Regions from separate parts of the Mus musculus genome. Here region 1 is linked to region 2. The links are chromatin contacts, called in public HiChIP or PLAC-seq maps. All regions are on one chromosome and are shown on one strand. Each heading gives the region's core, a stretch centred on a gene start, on an enhancer-like site or on the middle of the called end of the contact. The rest is flanking DNA. Distances are from core to core; before and after follow the strand shown. Region 1 holds the start of Btbd17 (BTB (POZ) domain containing 17). Region 2 overlaps Ttyh2 (tweety family member 2).

Region 1 (6,587 bases), core at 3,293-5,792, 100 kb before region 2:
TATAATTCAGGGATGTGTGGATTCCAGGACCCTTCATACCCCACAGGAGATGTCATGCTTGTCCTAGCATTGAGCTACACAAAACAAGAACTGGGATCTGCAAGATCTATAACCATGGGGACAGCAATGTCAACACTGACATGCCAGGGAATAGCAGTACCTGACTGGGCATAGGTGGTGGCAGAGTTAGGGCTACCATGTCATCAGTAGGTACATATCCTGTGTAGAACTATTACATGTTTTTGTTTTAATCCCAGGTGTGGGATATGAGGCTGTTTCAGATTGTTCATATCAGCTGACTATGATTTGCCTCGTGCTCTAGCAGAGGCATGAATTTGCCAGCAGCAGATAGTTTCTGCAATTGTGTGATGTTTGGGATTCTGAGGACTTTTCAGAAAAGCTAGGGCTGGGGCTGGAGAGATGGCTCAGCGGTTAAGAGCATTGACTGCTCTTCTGAAGGTCCCGAGTTCAATTCCAGGCAACCACATGATGGCTCACAACCATCCGTAATGAGATCTGGCGCCCTCTTCTGGAGTGTCTAAAGACAGCTACAGTGTACTTACATATAATAAATAAATAAATCTTAAAAAAAAAAAAAAAAAAGCTAGAGCCCTGAGAGGTAGAGAGTTGCTGGTGGATGTTGTTCTTGGTGTGTTCAGTAGTTGTGTACAAAGAAGAAACAACAAGAAGAAGTTAGATATCCTGACAGCAAAGATCAAACTTACCCCAAGGAACTTGATGCCACTAATCAACAGGAAGTAGTCTAACAATTATGTTGCCCCTCTCTAATCTTTGACTTTGTTCATGGATCTCTTTCCTCTATCCTTTTTTCTCTCTTATCTGGTGTTGGGTGAGGGTTTCAAAGGGTAGAAGAAACAAGAATCCACAAAGTAGCCAAATCCAGCTACAATGTTTCCTGTTCTTGGAGAGGGGAGTTTCTTCTTACATTGTATCTATGTCAGTGGCCAGGATGGGCCATTGATAGCCCAAAGGAAGGGACTGTGCCCATAGGCATGCAGCTAATGACCTGGCTGTGAAAGATGTTGTCATCCAACAGCAACATGCCTTGATCTTCCTGGTCCTCAACATCTTTTGCTATCACCAGTTCATCCATCCAGCACTACCTGGAGGAAGCATCCATGGGCCCAATATCTGCTTGTCCCTCCATTGCTCATCCTTAACTTATGGCAGGCCCATTTAGCTAACTGTCTACCTTTTTTTTTTTTAAGATTTATTTTATTATTAATATATGTAAGTACACTGTAGCTGTCTTCAGACACTCCAGAAGAGGGAGTCAGATCTTGTTACAGATGGTTGTGAGCCACCATGTGGTTGCTGGGATTTGAACTCTGGACCTTCGGAAGAGCAGTCGGGTGCTCTTACCCACTGAGCCATCTCACCAGCCCAACTGCCTACCTTTTGTTAACACATGAGGAGACAAGGACCATAGAAGATCAGCATGTTGGTAGGCGTCACAGATGTAGCTGTTGGGATTTGAATTCAGGTGCATTCCTCCTGTTGTCTCCCCCAGGACTGTTCTATTTCACTCCTTCACACAATGTTCTTGGGAATAGAGGCCACTGTAAGCTGCAGCTCCATGGGAGAGAGGTCTGTGGATCAGGTGGCCGGCTGTGTTGGATGGGGAAGGGCGTGATCAGGGGTGAACAGGAGAGAAGTGGTGCCACTGTGAGCCATCCACAGCATATGAGCAACTTTAGGGTGATCCTCTACCATTTTGAGCCCAATCTCTTATAGCCTAGGCTGGCCCTGAGCTCTCTGTATAGCAGAGGCTGACCCTGAATTCCTGCTCCTCCTGCTTCTGTCTCACCAGATCTTTCTTTAATCTTTAGTGGGTCCACTGGGTGTATTGAGCCTGGAACCAATTCCCCAGCGAAGTGAGCCTTTCATGACTGGTCAGAAGACTTTATGAGTGTAAGGAGGCTGCTAGGTAGGGGCAGGCTGGGCCTTAGGTCCACCTCTCCTCCATGTTCCCTCAGGGTCAGTGTCTAGCGTCTGCTCTTTGCCTTTGTGATTCAGAAACTCTCCCTTCCTACCCATGACTATGGAAGTTTACAGTTGCTTCTAGACCCTCTTGAGATACCTTGTTACATGGAGATCGTTTATTGGGGTTGACCTAGCTTCCAAGAAGAGCTACCCTGAGTATATGGACATTTATGCCCATGCTGTGCCTGTCCTTGCTGAGCATAAACAAGTTCCTTAGACAGTGCATACACACCCTGGGCAGGAAGTCACAGTCCGCTGGCTCCTCTCTGGGGACTGTTCTTGCTTGCAAGATCTTTAGACTTGTGCTCAAGGAGTGATAGAGCTTCTAGACCATGGGGTGGTGGGATGGATGGCAGGGAATAAAATGTGGTATTGTCCTTGTGTCACCTTGAAGACTGTGCAGGCTGAGAGCACTCTTCTGTACATATCCGGTCTCAAGACACCCCCTACCACAGATATGTATAAATATATAGCACACACATGCACACATATAGCACACGCTTGCACACACTGTAGCAATGGGAACTTTATTCAGCAAGTCAGTTTTTAAATCATTAGAAGAGAGGCAGGGATGAGGGAAGTTGGAATCATGGGAAGAGTCTGTCAGAGATGGGGAGTGGGAGGTCTTCTTGGTAGCCTGGGACCTCCTGGTCCATCACACTTGAAATGTCAATCATAGATCATAATTCTGAGTATCTATAACAATCTGTTGGTTTGCTTAGGAAACAGAATGTTCAGTCCTGCCCTTGGGAATTCTAGGTCCTTAGAGGAACATGGGAGATGCCAGTGCAGGTAGACCAGGCATCAAGAGAGTCTAATGGGGGTCTCCAAGAACGGGGCTGACGCACGCTTACTGAGCAACAATCATTCCTGTTGATGGGCATTGTGCCTGGGAGTGACACTGCCTCATTGGCTGGACAGCCCTGTCCCACATAGGCTCTGTCTGCCTCAATTGAACCTAGGTGTTGTACAGTTTAAGGGACGGGTAGACGGACAGCCACTGGAGGGACCATGGTGCCTCTGAACAAGGAAGAGCAGGCGTGAGAGTTCAGTCAGCTGGGAGGCGTTTCTGCTAAGCCGGACAGCTGATTCTGCCAACCCAGACAACATTGGTGCCAGACCCAGTTTTTGCTTTCTCTGTGGCTCCAGGAGGAGGTGACGCTGTTGGGTCTTTGCACCGGAAAGAGATGGAACTCAATGCATGAAGCTAGCTCCTGGGATCCAAAGAGCCAGGGCAAGAAGTTCCAGCCCATCTCCAGAGCAGGGTCTGGCCTCTGAGAAACCCAGATTTCCCAGGATCCTCTGACTTCCATGTTTCAGCCTTAAGGGGGTCCCTCTCGTAAGGAAGTGGGAAAAAATTCCTGTTGATTCTATGTAAAGGTGAGGTCTCAACACACACATGCATACACACACACACACACACACACACATATGCACCACAATGCCCCCTACGTGTGTACACATACACACGTACACACGTGTATACACACATGCACACATACACACAAATGCAAAGACACATGCATATAAACACATGTACACACAGACATATGCATCACCCACACAGACATGAACACACATATACAGGACTCCACAGCCCACCCTCCCCTTCTCCATTGCCTTTGTTTTAGGACAGTTCTCTGTACTATCTAGCTGAGACTGCAATCTAGCTCCCTGCCTCAATTTCCCTACACATGGACTATGGTGCTAGGTTTGTTACACGCCTTCTTGGAACTTTGGGAAGGGAAAGGCTGGAATTTAGGTAGAAGCTGGTGGAAGGCACCTTCCAGGGAGGGGAACCTTGAAATGATGGGCCATGCATAGGCTTGAACTAAAGACTTGGGCTGTCTTGGTAGAGAAACAGGCTGTGTTCCTAGAGCAAGGGCCATAGTACAGTGTCCCTGGTGTGAGATAGTCGGTCCCTCTGTAGCTTTTCTAAAGGCCTGTCACCCTCCCCAGAGCATGACGGGAACTTTCTGAAACAAACGGCATGAGAATAATTCTCATTACCCCATACCCCTATTAAAGGTCCTTATCCTCCCCTCTGGATGACTGGCCCACCCTAAAATGGGGGTGGGGGAGGAATAGAGCCCTGAGCCAGCTCTTCCCTGCCTCTTCCAGGCTCTCCCTTTGTAGCCAGCTCACCAGGACACTGCCAAGTATGCTCTGTGCCAGGATGGAGGCTGGGCCTGGGGGCTGGGGCCCTAAGGGTTGGTGACTGCCAGGGGTCCTGAAGCCCTTTGCTTGCCCTTCAGAGAGCTTAAAACTTCCCGGGAGAGGAACAGCTAGCTTTGCTGGGTTGTCTGAAGAGGTGGGGGAGGAGGGTGTCCGGATCTGTTCCCCTTGGGGGCCCAGGCCAACACAATAGCCCCTGGGGCTGCCACACTCTGGCTTAAGTAGTTGCCTAGGCAACAGCAGGGACCAGCTTCAACCAATCCATGGCAGAGACTGGTAGGGGGAGGGAGGTTAGGAGGGAAGCGGGTACTGTCCCCTTGCTGGATCCTATATAAGGAGGAGGGATGGGATCGGAGTGCTCTGGACTTGACTGTCCCTCCAGTGGACTTAGGGACAGAGCACAAAGATGCTTAGAAAAGGTTCCTGCAAGCCTGGGTCCTGGGGCAGCTTCTGGGCTATTCTGGCCTTGGTGGGACTGGTCACTCGTGCAGGTGAGTGGAAAGTACGGGGATCAGGTGCCTGGTAAGGAAAAAGGTAAGGGTTGGGGGCAGGAACTTCTGCTAGGAGCTACATAGAGCTGGCCAGGAGGTGGAGCCAGCCAGCCAGCCCCAGAGAACACGGAGAGACTGGACCTCTCCAAAGACAGAGAGAAAGGGGCACATAGCCTTCCAGGGAAAGAGGCTGGGCAGCAGGCAGGAGTCTTAATGACAAAAAGACCCTCTATTGTTCATTGTCTCCGACAGCTGGGTCCAGGCAGAGGCTGCAAGAGAACGCCATCAGCATTTAGGTCTTTCGGAGTGACAGCTGGGGAGGCGGGGCTAGGAGGCGGGGCTGGGAAATTCACCACCAGCAGCTGCTCCCTCTCTCCCCTGCTGGGTCTCCCTCTCCCACACACAGATGCTCACTCTTGTGAGCCTTCCTTTCAACGATCCACACATAGGCCCTGTGCCCACTCTGTGTGTGTGTGTGTGTGTGTGTGTACACAAGAGCTGCCTGCTGGTGCCCTTCTGCAATTGTCAGACTATTAACCGCCTGCTTTTCCCAGTTTGCAAGGCTCACTGCACTGCTCAGTCTAGGGGGGTGTCTTTTCTATAACTCAGCATGTGTCCCTATCTGACCCCAGAGCTGCCCTGAGAACACAAGAAACAGGCCTCCCTGGAAGGGAGATGCTAGCTTCAACACTGTTACCCCTGGAATCCTATTCCTTCACTGTTCACCCAAGTTACTTCATTGGGTCCCTTACTGTCTCACCGAGTAGGGCCGGGGCAGTGCTCCTCATTGTGGAGTGGTGATGCAATCCTGTAATCCCAGCACAAAGGATGGAGGAGGGAGAAGGATCAAGAGTTCAAGCCCAACCTCAGCTAATCATGAATTCAAGGCTAGCCTGAACTATAAGAGACCCCATCTCAAAAAACTAAAAAGAGAACAAACAAACAAACAAAGACAGAAAGAAACGCTATGCCTGCTGTCCCTGGCCCTGAGCTCCACCTGGTCATTCCCGCCCAGGTCTTTAGGGCTGGCTGTATTCCTTTGTCTCTGGCTGGTTCCAGGCTGCTCACTTGTGCATTTATTTATTTTTAAAATTGATTTGTGTGTGTGTGTGTGTGTGTGTGTGTGTGTGTGTGTGTGTGTGTGTGTGCTTAACACTTGATCTAGTACTGGCTATGGAGTCCAGGCTGGCCTTGAACTCCCCACCCTTTCCTGTGTGTATTTACTATGTGTCTGTTCTGCCCCCTTGAGCTTTCCTGAGTATGAGAACTGGGTTAGGTTCATTCAATGCCACATGGCAGCCACGTAAGTTCTCAGTACCCAAGGCTGTGCCACCTCTGACCGGTTTTGTCACCCTCCCCCTGGGGACCAAGTGCCATGGACATCAATAGGTTCACAGAAACATTAACTAGTCCACGACTTCTGCCTGACCCGAACATATTCTGCTAAGAACGTACCCCAAGTCTGCCTGGGGCCAACATGCTCACTCAGCATGAGCTAGCTTGTGGACACTCATGTAGGCTCCCCACCCTTCTCCCACACAGTGCCACCGTGCCACCAGTAGGTCCCTCTGCAGTCTTAGCTGGAAGCACCAGGCCGGGTGCCCTCTCAGGCTCTGCCATGTCCCTTCCTGCTGCAGCTCAGAGAGCCGATGTGGGTGGGGAGGCAGCAGGCACCGCCATCAACCACTCCCACATGCTGCTCCAGCGACTGCAGGACCTGCTGCGCCAGGGCAATGCCAGTGATGTCATCCTGCGGGTCCAGGCTGTGGGCACCGACGAGGTCCGAGCCTTCCACACCCATCGCCTGTTGCTGGGGCTGCACAGTGAGCTGTTCCGGGAGCTGCTGAGCAACCAGAGTGAGGTTATGCTGCGGGAGTCCCGGGACTGTGCTGCTGTCTTTGACAAGTTCATCAGGTA
Region 2 (6,253 bases), core at 1,117-3,616:
TCCTTAAATCTGTGCCGAGATATTTAGTCATAGCACCGAAGAAAGTACACAGTAGATGGGGTACAGGTGAGGTGGAGCCCCTCAGCCCCTCACTGTCCTAGGAGGTTACACAGTGAGGCTGGAGAGTGGGGGGTTGGATGGGTCTGCATCTGTAGCCCCACACGCCTCACCCGGTTCCTCACCTGTAGTATTCCACATAGGCAGTCTGGTGGGACAGCTTGGTCAGCTGCGTGGTGACCTCCCTCCACACGGGCAGCCCCGAGAGCTGGCTGACGACATTGCCTGCCATCTGTTGCATAAACTTCAGGGTCTGGATGTAGTCACCCCGGGCAGCAATGATCTCGCTGAGCCGGGCCAGGTGCTGTTCTAGGTCTACCTTCATCCTCTGGGTGTTTGCAGACACCTGGGGAGGTAAGGAAGAGGCTAGGAGCCTGGCCCTGGGATAGCCCTGGAAAGTCTCAGGAGGAAGAAGTGGTAATTGGCCAGCTGGGTTTGAAGGGATGGTCCATACCGACACAGACCCAAGAACTCACGAGACTCCCAGAGGAGTGGCTAAGGATAGAGATCTTGTCGCCTTCTGCCATCATGTGGGTCTAGAATGTTCCCAAAAGAGTCATGTCAAAGGCATAGGCACAAGCTTGGCAATCCTGGGAAATGGTAGGATGTTTAAGCGGTACCTAGGGCTGTACCAGGACTTCAGGTCATCGAGGAGTGCTCTTCCTCAAAGAAGGCTTTTCTTTTTCTTTCCTTCCTTTCTTTCTTGGTTTTTTTGGGACAGGGTTTTGTTTGGTTTGGTTTGGTTTTTTTTTTTTTTTTTTTTTTTTTTTTTGAGGCAGAGTTTCTCTGTGTAGCCCTGGCTGTCCTGGAACTAACTCTGTAGACCAGACTGGCCTCGAACTCAGAAATCCACCTGCCTCTGCCTCCCGAGTGCTGGGATTAAAGGCAGGCACTGCCCTGCCCACCGGGCTAACACTGGAATTCTTTCTTTCTTTGCTTCTGTATACAGTGCACTGAGCAGCCCTGCCTGTCCTGTGGGTTCACCCACCGTGGCCTCTCAATTCAAAGGCTCCAAACCAATGAGACCAACCAGCATGAGCGGAAACCTTTCAGGTTGAACCAAAACACGCCTTTTTCTTTCCCTTTCCCTCTCACTTTCATTTTAAAAACTGTCTTATTTTTGAGACGGGCAGCCCAGGCTGGACTCAGACTTGCTATGAAGTTGGGAATGGCCTTGAGCTCTTGATTCTCGGGTATCCATTTCCCAAGCGCTGGGGTTTCAGGAGTAGGAACCTTTTTTCTTTATAAGTTTGATGCTCTTGGGGGTTTGTTATAGTGTGGGAAAGCTGACCCACAGACACACACAGCCCAGTCACATTCGGCCCTCTTCTGGCTCTCATCCGGCTTTGGATCTCCAAGCCTTACTGCAGCCTGAGTTCCTCTTATCTGGAAACCCAACTTTTTTTAACAACCTAGCAGGAAACAACACAAATAATTCCAAATATAAACCCCAAGCTCCAAACTCTGAAATCCCAAACACCTTGAGCCTCCTGAATTTCAGAGAGGAAGGCTCAACCTGGACTCCAGATAGGGAACGGAAAGAATCCATTTTTCTTCCCTGAAATTTCCCCCAGGGTTTGAATCCCTTGGGATCACAACATCAAAGACTCAGAGCTCCAGGCTGCTGCCTCGTGCTTTAGTCCCAGGCACCCTACAAGAGAGGGGGTTTGTCTCCCAGCTAGAATCAGCTTGTAGTGTCCCAACCACAAGTCCATGCGGAACAAGGGGGCCTTGAAAACAGAGAACAAATGTCTTCTTCTCCCAGCCTGGCCCTGGGACAGGAGGAAACCAGTGTTTTATCTTGGGCTCATGTCCTCCACCCCGCATGATGTCTGTCCTGCTAGGTGGGTATAGAGGCACCTGTCCTTGGCTTGAACCAAAACAACATCTGTCTATGCAGACAGAAATGAAAGGAAGTGGCCGAGGGTGTCCTTGACAGCTCCTAAACAAGGGGCAAGGGGCAGCTTAACCTACAAAGGTCACTCTCACCTGGCCACACGGAGCCTGCATCATGTCGGCAGTTGAGAGACTAACAGCTTTGTTTCTGTTTTATTTGGTTTGCAGTCAGGGTCTTACTAATTGCCCAGGCTAGCCTGGAAATGGCTCTGTAGTCCTGGTAGACCTTGAATCTGAGATCACCCTGCCTCAGCCTCTGGAATAGCTGGACTAACAGGACTATGCTACCAGGGTCTGGCTTTGCTGCTTTGACACTGTTATAAACAAACCGCTGGAAGAAGGACAGGATGCCTTGTTAATCCTTCCCCAGCAGCCTTGGCTTGAGGCGGAGCCAGAAGCCATGGGTTAGGTGAGTCATGAAAACAAGGCCCTGAGGGTGGGCCAATTGGAGTGAAGAGCTGCCCAGATGAGACATAGTAAGTAATAACCCAGTTATTAAGTCATCAATTGGAAAGTAGGTTCTAATAGGATAGAGGGTAGATATCTGTCCAACTCTTATGCTGATTAAGGGTTATTGTAAATATAAAGATGGTGTCTTTTATCCAGATACTAAATGGTCAAAGGCAGGGTAGAAACCCTGGATAGGGATTAAAAATTTCTACAACATTGGCTCCCCCAGCCTGCAAGAGAAAAATCCCTGCAGAGGGGCAGAGGAGGAGGGCACAGCAACGAAGCCCATAGGAGAGAGGTCTGAGCTCGGGGAATCATGGGAACTTCACATCAATCTTGCGGCTTTTCATGCCTTCCCTACAGGGTGACTTCCTGATTCTAGAACAAACCATGGCTCCCTGTTTCCGTGGGTGTCAGCACCTCTTCCGTTTTCTGGCTTTTGTTGGGTTCTTAGGAGGTAGTGACAGATTCAGAGACACCAAGACAGAGACAGATATGACTGGGCTTGCTGGCTCGTGCCTGTAGAATCCTAATAATTGGGAGGCTGAGGCAGGAGGATTACCTTGAAGTCAAGACCAGACTGGGCCACAGATGAGCTCTTGTCTCAAAAAAAACAAAACAAAACAAAACAAAACAAAACCAAAAAACAAACCAAAAAACCAAAAACCAAAACAAACAAAAATAAAAGTCCTCCCTTTCCTGGAGGTGGAGGGGCACACAGCTTTGGGAGGCAGAGGCAGGTGAATCTCTGCAGAATGAGTTATAGGACAGCTAGGACTACACAGAAAAAAAAAAATGTCTCAAAAAACGAAAACCAACAAAACAAAAGGAAAAGAGGAGCCGAGAATGAGCATGTAGCTCATTTGATAGAATGCTTGGCCAGCCGGCACGAGGTCCTGACTTAGAGCCAAGGCATCCAACACATTGGGCATTGTATTGAACACTGTAGTCCCAGCGCTCAGCAGCAGGACCAAGAGTTCAAGGTCATCCCTTGGCTATACTGGGAGCCAGCCTGAGCTATCTGTGACTCAAAAAACAAACATGAAGAAAATAAGTGCCTCCCACAAACAAACAAAACCCCAAGGAAAAAAACACAGAGAATTTAAGATTGTAAGGAATAGCCAGGTGTGGCGGCTCACAGCCTGGGCTATACACACAGCCTGGGCTACACAACACAGGATGCGCTACACTTAGAATTCCAGGACAGCCAGAGCTCGTAGAGAGACCCTTCCTGTGCTGAAAAACCAAAACAACAAAAATTAGAGAAGAATAGGCCAGGCATGGTGTCCAAGGCCTGGATTCTGAAAGCTCAGGAGGTTGAGGCTAGAGGATCAGGTTCTAAGATAGTCTGGGTCACATCGTAGAACCTTGAACTAGAGAAAAAAAGAAGAGAAACAAAGCCACAAGACAAAAAACATCTGTCAAGTCCATTTTCTTTTTTTTCTTTCTGGTATTGTTTCATGGGAAGAGATGATAGATACATGCTAGGTAGACAGACAGACAGACAGGTGTTAGAGCACATCACAACAAGGGCCTCCCTGTAGCTCTGTGCTTGCTCACATGGGTCCTAGTCTTTGCCCTTCAAGAAGACAGGTGTGATGCCCCGGAGATGGGCTGTGGCTTTCTCTTGGGAGCTGAAGATGAAGGAAACAGCTCAGCTCTTCCACCAGGTGGGCACCCAGGCCAGAGAGAAGGAAGGTCTTTAAGGACAAGGGTGTAGCTTTCAAATTGCGGTCCCCAGGCAAGCAGCATCGCTAAGGATCTCATTACAAATGCAAATTTTCAGCTTGCCTCAGAAGATGAACTGGAGCCCAGCAGGGCGGGCCTGGCGCCCCGGGGGCTAACAAGCTCTCAGGGAGATTCTGACCTCTGGGAGGGATCACCAGGTCCTGGGTGTGGGTGGACCGGGTCAAGAGGAACACTGGCTCAGATTCAGGGAGGTAGTAGGGAGGAAAAGGACCCAAGGACTGGGCTTTGTGTTCTTCCTCCCTCAGTTTCTCCACCCAGCAGTTTCCCACAGGCCTACTATGGGCTCAGGATGGTGGGGGTCTCTAGCCAAGAGAGGAGCATACAGAGGGTCCTTGGTCTTTGTGTTTAGGGGCAGCCCTGGAAGGGTCTCTTAGTTGACCATGGCTGCTACATCTGGGCTCCATCAGGGCCTGGCTTTATGATCTGGGCTGTTGGATGAGTCTCCATCCTGACTCTGCCACCCACAGCCTCCCACAACCTGAGCACCTCCACTTCATGGTGATTGCAGTAATTATTATAATGACGCCATTATCTTAATTCCTGAGGGAGAGAGCACTCTATAGTTTACCCGGCACTTTCTCCGGTGGTAATTCACCTGATGCCATTTAGCCATTTACCTGCAATTTGGACCCCACCCCTTGGATGAGGGGGGAAGGCCCTATAAAGGATCTATCATCTTCCTGCAGGCCTCAGGCCAGAGACTGTCAGGTACCCATCTTGAGGCCTTCCCCACCCTCTTAGATAAAAAGGGCAGATGCTACCATAGCAGGCAGCCCCACCAAGGAGCCCCAGGACAATTATCTTACGTTGCAGCAACAGCCAGATGGTAAGGGGCTGTCTCCAGGGACAGGGTGAGGGTAAGGTCACACAGCCAAGTGTTCAAACCTGGCTCAGGAGGGCAGGGAGCCTAGAGCTGGTTCCTAGATACCAGCAAGTTCCTCCCCAGAGATAAAGACTAGAGTTTTCCCAACAGTGAAGGTCATAGCTTTGGGGCTTTCCAGCATGCGGGCTTCTCCCACTTCCAAGGCCGATGGTGGCTAGGGACAGAGAGACAGGGTAATACCAAATAAACAGAAGGTGTCCTTGGGGACTTGGCCCCCATCAGGACAGAGTTCCCAGGGACCAGCTCCCACAAATCCTGAGCAGTGCACATCTGAAGCACCACAGCCTGTGTTTTTTTTTTTTTTTTTTTTTTAGGTGAGAGTTCCTGTCCCTGCCCCACCCCCAGGAGCTGATGGAAGGATTAGATCCCCAGAGGAGCTCAAAGGAGCATGTTGGGGGGTGGGGGCGGGGGTCAGATGATGTTGAGTCCTCCCTTGGGAGGACGCCAGGTCACCAGTTCCTCGAGTTAGGGCTGGCAAATCAAATGTGCCTTTTGCTGGGACCTGTGCTATTCTGGAGGGACCTGGTCCAGAGAGGGTCAGATGCCCAAGGACTCGTTTCCCTGAAATATGCATCTGGTCTTCCCCCACCAGAGTCCTCAGGAGGCACCAGAAGCTGTCACGGGATCACCTTAAAAATCAGCAGGAAAGACTAGCTAGCACTCTGCAAAGGTGACAGGCAGGTAGGGGCCAGGGGTGAAGAGATGAGCCCAGAGATAGTGCCACTGGTCCCACGGTCCCGACACACAGCTGGGTTTATGAGGCTTCTTCCCAGCCCTGTATGTGTGGGGGGGTGGGGTGGGGGTGGGGCAGGGCTGAGGGGCTCTTCTACTGTTTCTACAGACTTTTTAAAATCACTTACAAAATTATTTTTTGGCAGACCCTGTTACCACCATGCTCGGTCTCTAGGTTCTCTCCTTTCGATATATGGATCAGAACTCTATTCAAAGCACTTAGAGCTAACATTAAAAAAAAAAATCCATGTTCAGGATTGAGGATATAGCTCAACTGGTAGAGCGACTGCCTAGTATGTATAAAGCTTGAGGTTCAAACGTATACAAGGCATAGGGGTGCACACACGCACATAAGCATCAGGTCGTCCTCGAAGTAATAGAGGGCTCAAGACATACAGACCCTGTCTCAACCAACCCATGCCCAGCACACTAGGGTGGCAGTGTTTCCACCCTGGGTACACAGAGGCAGGAACATCATGGAAAGCT

The links. HiChIP or PLAC-seq counts read pairs in DNA pulled down with a chosen protein or histone mark.
Region 1: a contact with region 2 is called in an H3K27ac HiChIP or PLAC-seq map of microglia, with 4 times the contacts expected there. The contact joins the promoter of Btbd17 here to the enhancer-like site in region 2. A contact is called at or near these places in 9 of 484 Hi-C or Micro-C datasets (B cells, Th1 cells, bone marrow-derived macrophages and 5 more), 3 of 115 datasets of contacts at active chromatin or transcription factors (embryonic stem cells and microglia) and 3 of 9 other capture datasets (adipose tissue, liver and pancreatic islet).

Annotation. Positions count from the first base shown.
Region 1 is chr11:114,793,847-114,800,433 of GRCm38.p6, reverse strand. It overlaps Btbd17 (BTB (POZ) domain containing 17), which reads left to right and starts at 4,542. Exons shown (of 3, transcript NM_028055.4): 1 at 4,542-4,670; 2 at 6,308-6,584. The coding sequence starts at 4,586. It also overlaps a transcript of Gpr142 not described here.
Region 2 is chr11:114,690,739-114,696,991 of GRCm38.p6, reverse strand. It overlaps Ttyh2 (tweety family member 2), which reads right to left. Exons shown (of 14, transcript NM_053273.2): 4 at 183-403. Among named protein-coding and RNA genes, the nearest start is that of Ttyh2, 18 kb to the right of the region's middle. Within about 2 kb of position 2,366, at least 28 of the 459 cell types and tissues checked have an H3K27ac peak or open chromatin away from gene starts, as enhancers often do. A contact at or near this core is called in bone marrow-derived macrophages, liver and microglia, where this site is marked.